Linked DNA regions of Sus scrofa: regions 2, 3 and 4 are each linked to region 1. Evidence: chromatin contacts called from public HiChIP or PLAC-seq and promoter capture Hi-C data. All regions are on one chromosome and are shown on one strand. The core of a region is the stretch at or near the end of the contact, and the rest is flanking DNA. Distances in the headings are between cores, read along the strand shown. Region 1 holds the start of WDR82 (WD repeat-containing protein 82). Region 2 holds the start of PBRM1 (protein polybromo-1). Region 3 holds the start of ABHD14A (abhydrolase domain containing 14A). Region 4 holds the start of NT5DC2 (5'-nucleotidase domain-containing protein 2).

Region 1 (2,863 bases), core at 225-2,724:
GTTTTTTGGCTGTACCCAGGACATGCAGAAGTTCCAGGCAGGGATGGAACCCGTAACACAGCTGTACCCAGAGCCATAACAGTGATAACACCAGATCCATAACCTGCCCAGCCAACAGGGAACTCCAAAAAAGCTGATTTGTACTGTACATAAATTATACCTAGATTGAGAATACCAACAACAATCTGGTTTAAGTTAATATGGAAAAATGTATAAGATGCAATACTAGAGCTGGAGGGAGAACGAATTGTTGCATCTATAGCTTATGTTGATATATGAATGAGGAGGATATTGAGAGAATTTAAAACTGTCTTGTTGAATGAGAAGATACTTTTCCATTTTTAAAAAGTTATTTGTAATTGATGCTACAAGTTTTTAAAACTTAAAGATGACTGTTTATAAAAATGTGTGTAGCTGAACACTTAAAATTAGTTCATTTAACCCACTTATAACGATTTAAAGGTTTTTAAAGAAGGTTTGAAGAAAAGTCCTGGGTGATGATCACATTAATGTATAGCCAAATGAAAAAAAAATTCAGCCAAATGAAAAAAATTCATCCACAAAATTTATGCAGTCTAGGAGTTCCCGTCGTGGTGCAGCGGAAACGAATCCGACTAGGAACCATGCGGGTTCGATCCCTGGCCTTGCTCATTGGGTTAAGGATCCGATATTGCCGCGAGCTCTGGTGTAGGTCACAGACTCAGCTTGGATCTGGCATTGCTGTGGCTGTGGCGTAGGCCGGAGGCTACAGCTCTGATTAGACCCGTAGCCTGGGAACCTCCATTGGCATGGGTGTGGCCCTAAAAGGACAAAAGACAAAAGACAAAAAAAAAAAAAAAAAATTATGCAGTCTACCGTGTAGTACACCTCAATTTAAAAAGAACGGGAGTTCCCCTCGTGGCTCAGTGGTTGACTAATCCGACTACGAACCATGAGGTTGCTGGTTCAATCCCTGGCCTCTCTCAGTGGAGTAAGGATCCCACAATGCCCTGAGCTATAGTGTAGGTCACAGAGTGGCTCGCATCTGGTGTTGCTGTAGCTGTGGTGCAGGCCGGGAGCTGTAGCTCTGATTCAACCCCTAGCCTGGGACCTTCCATACGCCCCGGGTGTGGCCCTAAAAAGACAAAAAAAAACAAAAAACCAAAAACCCACGAAAACAAGAACAAGCCTCCTGGGGGATAGCCCAAGGGGCAGTATTTGCTCTCACTCGCCCTTTGGTGGGGGAGGCCTACAGGGGGCGCCCCAGTGTCGGCGGCGGGTTGCGATTCAGCACAAAGGCTCTTGCCTCACGGGCACCAGAGACCTTGGGGCTCCGGTGGGAAGGACTTGGGAGTCCCCACCCATCCCGCCCAGCAGCAGTTCCGGGAACCGTCGCCTCCGGCCACCCCGCCACCCAGCCACCCAGCCACACCACTCTCTCTGCCGGCCGCGCTGACGTCACCGCCTCGCCTCGCGCCGCCGTTCTCGCCCCGCCCCCTTTCCCGTCTTGCGCCGCGGTGAGGCTCCTCGCCCTCGGCTTCTGCCTGTCGCCCCAAGATGGCGGACACAATGAGCCGGTGCCGCGCTTGTTGGTCCTGAGGTGATTGTGAGGGGGAACGGTCGGCAAGGCTCCACAGTTCAGACAGAAGAGTGTTGCCCGAGAAGGCGGAGGAAGAGGAGTAGGTGGCCCGACTGTCGCCCGCACTCCCTCTGGCCGCCAGCGCAGCGCCGGTCCTGCCCCGGTCGGCCCCTCGGCAGCCCGCCCGCCCGCCGGGCCCCGCCCCGGCCTTGCGCCGCCGCCTCTAGCAGCCGCCGCCATGAAGCTGACCGACAGCGTGTTGCGGAGCTTCCGCGTCGCCAAGGTGTTCCGCGAGAACTCGGACAAGATTAACTGCTTCGACTTCAGCCCTAACGGCGAGACAGTCATCTCGAGCAGCGACGACGACTCCATCGTGCTCTATGACTGCCAGGAGGGCAAGTGAGTGCGGCGGTGGCCTTGGGCTCGGGTCTGAGTCCCTCCCGCCATCCCCGTCTAGGCCCAGTGCTAGTCCGGAGGCCCGCCCTCCGCCCGGCCCCCTGCCTGTTTTGCACACGCTCCTGCCAGGACCGCGTCCACTCCGAAACTGTCCAGGAGACCTTTTTCTTTCTTTAGAAAATAAGGATAGCAATAATAATAATAATAATCGTATTTATTTTCCCCGCCCCCGACCTTCTCAGCGAGCGCTTTTGCAGCGCTGGCCGAACCCCACCTTGACCTTGACCTTTAAACGCCCGGTCCGCCCACCGCGGCCTCAGCTGGTAGCTTTTCCGCCCCTCCGACTCCCTCGAAGGTGCCGGTTTGCTGTGGCCCCCGCGCGGAACTGCAGAGGTTGCTCTGCTGCCTCATTCAGCAGCGGCAGCTCCCTCTCTCTGCCCTTTCCATGGTGACCTCGATTCAGGCCTGGCACTCCGCCCATCCCCTGCCCCTCAGCTTCCCGCCGCCTTTCTGCCTGAAGGCCGCGTGGGTTGCAGTTGTTAGCTGTCAGGATTTATTTGTTGTGCCTCTTTGGGCCCTCTTTCTTTTCCTTTCTGTTCCAAATAGTTCTCTTACTCCCTCAGTGCCGAAGCCTACGTTTATAGTTAACTTTTTAACAACATCTGAAACTTTTCCTTTTTGCCAGACACGTACAAACTTGGCGGTCCAGTCCTGACCTGAATGTGAACCTCCCAGTAGAACAAAGAAAGCATCGTCTAACAATTTCATGTTTCCTCTTAACACTTTCTTTTAAAGTTACACTTTATGGTCTACTTGGACTTAGCAAAATTCCTAGTTAGACCATGACATTTGTAGGTTGTCCCAAGTCCTCTGGAGACTCATCACACCTGTATCTCTGCAAAATCTTGA
Region 2 (2,863 bases), core at 168-2,667, 410 kb before region 1:
TTGTTGAAAATTTCAGCTAATGCATCTTACCCGCTGTTTCCTTAGCTCAGCTTCCCGAAGAAGAGCCTCCTTAAAAGGAGCACTATTTGGAATTCCTGGGTCTTTCCTAGGCTTCTTTCGACCTCGTTTTTTAGCCTCTTTCCTCAATTTTCGATGGTGCTCTCGTACCTATCAAGAGAAAAAAATTTATCAGCATACAAAAATACTAAAGAGAACTCACATGAAAAATCAATCATGTTGCATTTTAGTTGTATTGGTAAGATGACCTAAAAACACTTTAACTGCAATACAAAGGACCCACCACGTTTATATATACATCAACAAGAAAATGTCAGCAGGAGATTCTTTTTGCAGCAATTCTTACCATGTTAATCAATTTTATAGACTTTCTCATCACTTTATCACTGCACTTTCCCACAGCTGTACTTCTGATGCCTAAAAGCTTGCTCTCATAGCTAGTCTATTCAATCTCTGTTTCCTGAGGTGAAGTCATATTAATAGAGACCTCTTTGTGGAGGAGTGGGGCAGAAATAAGTTTAGCTTTACAGTTGCTATAACTCTCCCAACAACAAGACTTACCTTTTTTTGGATTTTATACCGCTTATGGCAGGTCATGCGTTTACTTGATTTCTTTAACTCTACAAAGCAATAGATCACAAAGGTATTACTTTTTTTTTTTTTTTGGGGGGGTCTTTTTGCTATTTCCTGGGCCGCTCCCGCGGCATATGGAGGTTCCCAGGCTAGGGGTCGAATCGGAGCTCTAGTCACTGGCCTACGCCAGAGCCACAGCAACGCGGGATCCGAGCCGCGTCTGCAGCCTACACCACAGCTCACAGCAACGCCGGATCGTCAACCCACTGAGCAAGGGCAGGGACCAAACCCGCAACCCCATGGTTCCTAGTCGGATTCGTTAACCACTGCGCCACGACGGGAACGCCGATATTACTTTTTAAAATCACTTTTTATAATCTATTTCATCCATAAACGATCGATTTGTTTAGTTTTTGATGACTTTGCTCTAGGGTCATATCCATTTATCCATTTATTTTGTTAAGTAATTAACTACCTCTGAAACCTATTTTAAGTATCCTGTGAGGAATTCCTGTCCTGGCTCAGCAGTAAGGAACCCGACTAGTACCTATGAGGAAATGGGTTGGATCCCTGGCCTCCTTCAGTGGGTTCAAGATCTGGTGTTGCTATGAGATGTGGTGTAGGTCAGCAGCTGCAGCTCGGATTCCATCCCCATCCTGGGAACTTCCGTATGCCGCATGTGCGGCACTAAAAGACAAAAAAACAAAACAAAACAAAAAAAAAAAACTGTGGGGCCCCCGATAAAAACAAACATGGGCCACCCAAGTCCCAGAGAATGTGACCTAATTAATAGATCTGGTATAGAGCCCAACTTTCATGGTCTCACTTTTCCAAGATAAGACTGGGATCACACACAGGAGCGTATAAGACTCAAGACGACAGCTACTTCTTGTCAAACAACAAAATCACAAAGGAAAACCTAACATTGGGTTTGAGAGGCGACTCTCAGACCTTACCAGGGCCGGACCGAACGTGGCCGTAGAAGGGAAAATGCTGGGCCCAAAACCCGGCTCAGACACTGAAATACGCCTCAAGAAACCCTACCCTGATCTTCATCCTTGGGACTCAGCCTTCCTTCTGTACCACGGGCCCGCGGTCAACGTGGGGCCTTCCAACCCTCGGATGGACCAGGGAGACAACCTACCCGCTAGACCCTTATTTCCACAGATCAAGCGGCACAGGCTCATCGACCATCAAGTCCCTCTACACCCGCCCCACGACCCGACTCACTCGGCCGCTTCATACTGGAAGCTGGAAAGGCAATGCCAGCAGTTACACCAGCGCTCGCAGACACAATGTGCCTCCGAAAGGGCCACGTGCGAATTAAGGCCACTAGTGAGCGTCACGCACTCACGCAGCTGCCGTAAAGCGCACCGCCGCCGGCGCGCGTGCGCGCGCACGCAGTGTCGCGCAGAGCCAGGATCGCTTGGCGGCCGCGGGGCTGGTTTTGCGGCGGAACCGGGAGGGGTGAGGGCGGTGAGGGCGGCGGGTGCTGGAGCGACGGCAGCGGCCGCGGCCGGAGGAGCAATAGCAGCAGCCGTGGCGGCCACGGGGCGGGGCGCGGCGGTCGGTGACCGCGGCCGGGGCTGCAGGCGGCGGAGCGGCTGGGTAAGGCCAGGCGCGGGGCGGGCGGGGCCGCTTCCTCTCGGCCGACTGCCGGGCCTTTGTGTGGGCCCGGGCGGGCGGGAGCAGCGGCGGAGGCCCCGCCCCGGCCGTGGGGACGCGCCGGTCCGGCCGGGTGCGCGGGGCGGGGCACGGCGGCAGGCTTCGTGACGGGCCCAGCAGCTTTGCCGCACCTGCCGGCCGGGACAAAGGCGCGCCGCGGCCCGGAAACTCTCGGAGACCCGCTTTCCCGCCCCCGGCGGCTGATCGAGCGCTTGTCGCGGACAGCTTCAAAGCTGTCAACGTATCTCTTAGTCCCCCGTAGCAGTGACAGGTCGTACCAGTGACAGGTCGGAAAGTCTTTCATTTTCTCCACAGTTCAAGGCCTCTTTTTTTTCTTGTCTTTTCCTGGCGGTTCGGGCGCAAAGCCTCCTAGTAATTTTTTAAAAACACTTTCTGGCTAACTGTGTTCAGACTGTTTTTTATCAGTGGGACTTGTATTTATCGTAGGGGCCGCATAGAGTTACTTAACTGCAACACCACAAATAATCAAGGTTTAAAATTGTGTAAACTTCTGAGTTTTAATATTTTTCCGTCTCAAAATTTTTTACTGAGAGAGAAACATGGTTTTGTTATTATAGGGTACATATTGGTGACTTAAGGGGGAAGA
Region 3 (2,863 bases), core at 113-2,612, 310 kb after region 1:
GCCACAATGGGAACTCTCTGCTCTGCCAATCCCTGGCTGTATGCCTGCCTTGTCTATAAAATGGGAGAGATAACTTCAAGGGTACCCTCACAAACTTCCTGTAAGATTTCAAAAATAGAGTGGACTTCACCAGGAGCTGTCCTGTCATCATTTCTTGAATCTAGAATGAATAGGCTTGCCTTGTTTCCAGAAGCTTTGGGGATGTCTCCCACGCCGATCCCCCTTCCAGGGTCAGGTGGTGACTGGGCAGTGGCAGCCCCTCTGGGGCTGATGGAGAACCAGAGCTGAATGGAGGAAGAGCTGGGTCCTCTTTTCCTTCTGACCCACAACCAGCCTCCGTTGCACACCTCCAACGCAGCACCCTAGGTTCCTATCAGGCAAAGTATTCTTGTTGCACCTCTCCTTTGATGGGCCTGGGACACAGGGCACCTTGCTGGGTAAGAACAAATGGGTAGGACTTTGGCCATTGTTATGGCAAACCAGGCAGCTGTGCTTCAAACAACTGTACATTACAGAAATGAGGGAGAGGAGAGAGGAGCTGTACTCGAGCTAGGTCCTTGGCATACAGGTCAACGACACACAGGTGTACACAGGTGCACACAGAGTCTCGCCCCCAAAGTCTTTTCCTGTGTACAAGCTATTCTCTGCACACACACACAGCCTCCTTGCATACGCATGGGCCTGTGCACAACTGATACCTTGAAATACACACCTTTAAAACCATGCACACAGGCAGATATCAGAAACGCTGACAGACACACTGATGTTTTCAAAATCACATGCAGACTCTCATATTTCAAGCACACAGCCACACACACAACCCTAAAACTACACACACACGCACACACGAAGCACACATGCACAAGCAGACGGACACCTAAACACAGCCCTCAGAAATACACAGAAATATATACACCCTTAAAATCACACACACACATAAATACACACAGTAGACATACACAGACAGAAGCAGGCAAACAGACCGACACTCCCTTCCGCCTCTCAACCAACACAGGCACACAGGAACAATGACACACACCACACCGACACACAGGTACACTCAGACCCTCAAGTACCGATGATGACAAACAAGCATACTCTTCGCCTCAGCACGGCCCCTCCCGCAGGACTCTGCCCCGGCGCCCTGGGGCGGAGCAAGGATGGCCGGCTCTCGGACAACCTGCTGACCTCACGCACAACCCCTCCTTCGGCGGGAGGACACTCACCGGGCCGACCGGGTTGACCCGGCCAGCCACCGCGGGGCGGGCTCCGCCCAGGAGCAACCAGCAGCCAAAGAGAGCCGCGACCAACGCGCTGCCTCCGCCGCTCTGCGGGCTGCTTCGGGCTCTAGGAGGCGGAGAGCCTCGGCGCGCTTGCGCAGTCCGCAGTCTCAGGTCCCGCGCCTGCTAACTGCGCTGGAGAGGACGCCGGGAGCGGCGTTCCAAAGCACGCAGGCCCGCTCTCCCTCCCCCGCCCAGATTTCCCGTATTGTTTCAGGCCTGAGAGAGAGCCTGGGGAGAACCCCCCGCCCCCGACTTCTTCCCACCAGCGTATCTCTACCCTTGCTCAGTTTTTGGTTTGGGTTGTCTTAAGGACTTTAACGGCAGGTCAAGCCTTAGAACAGTGTGTCTGGGGCGAAGGCCTCACTGTTTAACTGCAAGATATTAGTATTGTAATGCAGCAGCCCCAGGTCTCGGCCCAACCTCACTTCCCTGACCCCTACAAATACTCACCCTTGGTCGGTGGCCTCTTGGCTCCTTCACGAATCTATATGTCACCTCTCTTGGTTGGTGACGTGTGACCAACATTTGACCTGTCCCTTGCCTGTGCGGGAACAGGGAAGCTGCAACAAGCAGGATTCACTTCTTATTAGCACTCTGTGAGGTAGGAAACATTACAGCCATTCTACAGGCAAGGAAACAGGCTTGAAGGCGTTGGGCAAACAATCAGGGCTGGACATTGGCAAAGGTTTGCATTCAAACCTGCTGGGCCTCAACTGTGTGCCAGACAGATAACTCGGCCTGGGCGGCCAAGGCTGGGGATGAGGGGTCGGGGAAGAAGGGGTGTGGGAGCAGCAGGCATGAGACCTCAGAGTAATCCTCCTTCCCAAGTCACATCGTATGAATGTGGGGCAGGTCGCTGCTTGGGGTACATGGGGCCCAGGGGCTTGGGGAAACTGAGAGCCCCTTGAGAAGACAGATGAGTCTAGCAGCACCCACCAGCCCTGCGACGTCTCGCAACCACCAGCGGGCGCCCGGGAGCACCGCCCGGCCTCCGCCCTCGGGCGAGCCACATCCCCGCCGCCTTACTCCAGCCCCTTTGCCGCTCCCCCGCCCTGGGCCTCAGTCGCCGCCTGCACTCGCCGGCCTCCTATCTGCGCGAGCCCACGCATTTCCCCAGGTACCTGACCTACACCCCGACCCTCTCCTCCTCCCTCCTTAGAGCCCATCCCCACCTACCCGAAGTTCCTCCCCTCTCCATGTCTGCCCCCACCCCTTATTGCCTGCGCCCTACCAGATCCTGCGAGCCAGAATCGAGGTCCTCGGAGGGGACAGAGCAAACCTTGGTGGCGCCGGTGACCGCGCCCCTGGCCGCGGCGTCAGTGCGTTGGACCCAGCAGGCCGCGCTCTGAGCACCCCGCGTCCCTCGCTCGCGGGCCGGAACTCCAAAGTCTTTCCCAGCTCAGCGCCCCGGTTTCCGCCCCCGGAAAATAGCTTTTTTTTTTTTTTTTTTTTTTTTTTTTAACTCCAATCCCGATCCTATTCAGCCTTCGGGGCTTACTCAAGACCTCTAACAGTGCCTGGAAGAGGAAGAGAGTGATATGCAAAATAGTCAGCTACTTACTGCTGATACACTTACTATG
Region 4 (2,863 bases), core at 105-2,604, 270 kb before region 1:
ATAAGAGAGTTTGGTGATGTGGCCACAAAATATACAAAAACAGGCTAAAGAGACTGCACAAGCAGGGCCCCTGGAAAGTCTAGGGTCTTCTGCTCAGCCCTCAGGCCCAAGCTCCTGCCTAGATAACATGCCTTCTTCTGGGGCCAACCTCACCCAACCACATGCACACACTCCTTCTCTTATCACTCGTTTCTCTTGGTGGCTCTGGGGGCTAGACATCGCAGAGCACTCATCTCCCACCTAGAGAAGGCTTACATATGGCCAATTCCTCACCAGGGCCTTAGGTGTGGGGGGCTCTGCCACCCACCCACAGGCCCCACCCACAGCCTTCATCCTGCACTTGCACTTGGCCCAGGGTCTGGCACACTAGGTCTTCAGCCTAGGTGCAGTGAATTTTCGAATGCACACACACCCTTAGATTCCGCGAGGCCACCGCAAGCACCCCCAGGGAAACAAGAGTGTCCATCAGGCCAGCTCTCCACGGACTAGGCCCACTGGCGCAGGGTCGGTCTTCTCAGGAACCAGGGCATAGGCTGGGATATGCGGACTGAGAAAATTGATCTGAGTGGAAGAAACGCAGGTGGAGAGTGGTTCCCAGCAGCAAAGAGGAATTTGATTGGGAAGTCTGGTAATATTGCTAGAAGAGCAAGAAGTGTCCTGCTCGGGGAACCAAAGAGTGGAGCAGGTTGGTGGGGCGACTTGCTGATGTAGGAACCAGGCAGGGCAGTGACCCCTGGCCAACGGTCTCTGCTCCTAGTTAAAAGGGGTCATCTGTGTAACGCACAGGAGGGAGAGAGATGGAGCTGCTTTAGCGGATGTTGGCTGCACTATGGGTCCCAAGGTCTCACCCAGCGTGGGGCTGGTACTGGGAAGCGCGCGAGAGGGGCTCTTTATCCACTAGATAAATGAGTGAAACGGACCGGCCTCTGGTCCGCGGGCAGAGTCAGTCATTGGCAGGAGGCTGGGAACAGGACCTCTACTGCAGGACTGGGGGGAGGGGGGGAAATCTAAGGTCAGGAGGACAGGAGGTGGGGGAAGGGGCAGAGGGACCTGGGAGCCGAGGAGGAAAAAGAAGACCAGGGACCAGGGTGGACTCGCCGCTCTCCGGCATTCTCCTCTCTGAGCCCAGGTCGTCCGGAGACTCGCGGGGCCTCCCGGGAGAGCAGAAGAAGCTGCCATCGCTGTAGTAGATACCGAAGCGGGGGGCGGGGGGGCCTCTGAGTCCTCCTCCGCCGCGCCGGGGACTGGGGGAGGGGGCGGGGGAGCCCGCCCCGCCCTGCCCAGGACCTCCCGCCCCCTGGGCCGAGGGGCGCACCCATTGGCCGCCGGGCTCTGGGCGCCGCGCCCATTGGCCCGCTGCTGTGAGAAGCACGCGGCCACCGTGGCGGGCGCGCAGTCAGACGGCGGTGGACTGGACGGAGCGCCGAGGGCTGTGCGGGCGGCGCGCAGCGGGCATGGCGGGTGCGGGCTTGCGGGCGGCTGCTCGGCGCTACCTGCCGCGCCGAGACCACGGCGGGCCGCGAGCCGCCTCGTCCTCGCCCTCCTGCCCTGGCTGCGGCCCCCCGGGTCCCGGCGTCCACTGCCCGGGCGTCCCGCGCTCCACGCCCTCCCCGGCGCCCGCGGGCGCTGCCGAACCTAGTGCGCACCTGTGGGCTCGATACCAGGACATGCGAAGACTGGTGCACGGTGAGTGAGCCGAAGCGGGACGAGCTTCGGGGGTGTAGCCCGAGGGACGGCACATCGCGCGCCGGGAGGACGGACAAACAGATCGAGCGCCTGGGCGCCGCTCCTCGGGTGAAGCGCCCTGGTAGGGCTCGCCAGGGCCACGGAGCTTCAAGGCCAGGCAGCTCTTCTGGAGGAACCGCGGCGGGTGGTCCTGGGGGCCTCCGGGGACGCCCCGACGACTTGAAGCGGGCGGGCGCGAGGTTCCTCACGACGCCGGGTCGGCAGGAGCTCGGGGTTCTCCTAGCAGCCGCCGGAAGGCGAGGCCCCGTGGTTTTTCCTCAGGGTCCCGCCTGCTGGGAGACGGCTGCGGAAACGCCCCCAACCTCTTGTTCTCTTCGGGGCCCTTAGTTGGGGCGGGAGTACCGCAGACAAAGCCAGCCAGCCGACCGGCGGCGCTGGCCAGAGCGGGCTCCTGGCAACTCCAGACCTAAGGGTGGCGACTAGGCTCTTCGGACCCTCTGGAATCCAGCGGTCTTAGCCCAGGAAGGGAAGGTGTTGTTTGGAGAAAGACATCAAGTCGCCCCAGTCCCCTGGAATACAGAGAGGTTGCTGCTTCCTTGACCAGGGCGCTTACTCCTCTGTCCTCTCTCCCTCAGCGAACCAGGCAGATGAGGCCCCAGGGCACCCTGGTGAGGCCAGAGGGCTGAAAGGGCTGAATATTTGCCCTGGACTCGGGGGCCCTGTCTGCAGCAGACAGATGTCCTCGGGTCTTGGTCCTATCACTGACCAGCTGGGTGGCGCTCTGCAAGCCTCGTTTCTCTCATACCCTCAGCGTCATACCCTCAGTGTCCTAGGGCCCATGTTACAGAGCTGTGGTGATGACTTGGAAAGAGTCAGACCAAGAAGGAAGAGGGGAACTTCCAGAGGAGCCCCTCAGGGGTGACGTGGCTTTCATTGGCTAATGAGACAGAGTAGTGGTATCTGGAAGATTCCAACTGCCTGAAGGATAGATTTTGCTCCAGCTGTGGGGAGACCTGGGAGCGGTGGGTGGGCATGACTCCCCTCTTGAGAAGCTGAAGGCGGAATAAAGCCCCTGAAAAATGGTGATTTTGAAGCCTTTGAGCCTTTATTAGGACCCCCACTCCTCCAGTGGACAGGGCACACCTGTGGTACTAATTAAGGAGATGTCGCTGGGCCT

What was found. Promoter capture Hi-C pulls out the DNA fragments that hold promoters and counts their contacts. HiChIP or PLAC-seq counts read pairs in DNA pulled down with a chosen protein or histone mark.
Region 2: a promoter capture Hi-C map of fetal liver shows a contact between it and region 1, with 2.4 times the contacts expected there. The contact joins the promoter of PBRM1 here to the promoter of WDR82 in region 1. A contact is called at or near these places in 1 of 5 promoter capture datasets (fetal liver) and 1 of 2 datasets of contacts at active chromatin or transcription factors (alveolar macrophages).
Region 3: an H3K27ac HiChIP or PLAC-seq map of alveolar macrophages shows a contact between it and region 1. The contact joins the promoter of ABHD14A here to the promoter of WDR82 in region 1. A contact is called at or near these places in 1 of 5 promoter capture datasets (liver) and 1 of 2 datasets of contacts at active chromatin or transcription factors (alveolar macrophages).
Region 4: a contact with region 1 is called in a promoter capture Hi-C map of liver, with 3 times the contacts expected there. The contact joins the promoter of NT5DC2 here to the promoter of WDR82 in region 1. A contact is called at or near these places in 1 of 5 promoter capture datasets (liver) and 1 of 2 datasets of contacts at active chromatin or transcription factors (alveolar macrophages).

Annotation. Positions count from the first base shown.
Region 1 is chr13:34,410,801-34,413,663 of Sscrofa11.1, reverse strand. It overlaps WDR82 (WD repeat-containing protein 82), which reads left to right and starts at 1,474. Exons shown (of 9, transcript XM_003132249.5): 1 at 1,474-1,957. The coding sequence starts at 1,797.
Region 2 is chr13:34,819,671-34,822,533 of Sscrofa11.1, reverse strand. PBRM1 (protein polybromo-1) reads left to right here and starts at 1,417. Exons shown (of 29, transcript XM_021068909.1): 1 at 1,417-2,199. The coding sequence starts at 1,582. GNL3 (guanine nucleotide-binding protein-like 3) reads right to left here and starts at 2,291. Exons shown (of 15, transcript XM_001928454.5): 1 at 1,822-2,291; 2 at 580-638; 3 at 31-168. The coding sequence starts at 1,834.
Region 3 is chr13:34,104,178-34,107,040 of Sscrofa11.1, reverse strand. ABHD14A (abhydrolase domain containing 14A) reads right to left here and starts at 1,362. Exons shown (of 6, transcript NM_001244243.2): 1 at 1,227-1,362; 2 at 180-433. It overlaps ABHD14B (protein ABHD14B), which reads left to right and starts at 2,268. Exons shown (of 4, transcript XM_005669623.3): 1 at 2,268-2,400.
Region 4 is chr13:34,678,021-34,680,883 of Sscrofa11.1, reverse strand. It overlaps NT5DC2 (5'-nucleotidase domain-containing protein 2), which reads left to right and starts at 1,354. Exons shown (of 14, transcript XM_021068900.1): 1 at 1,354-1,686. The coding sequence starts at 1,455. SMIM4 (a long non-coding RNA gene) reads right to left here and starts at 1,261. Exons shown (of 3, transcript XR_002337556.1): 1 at 1,051-1,261; 2 at 1-561.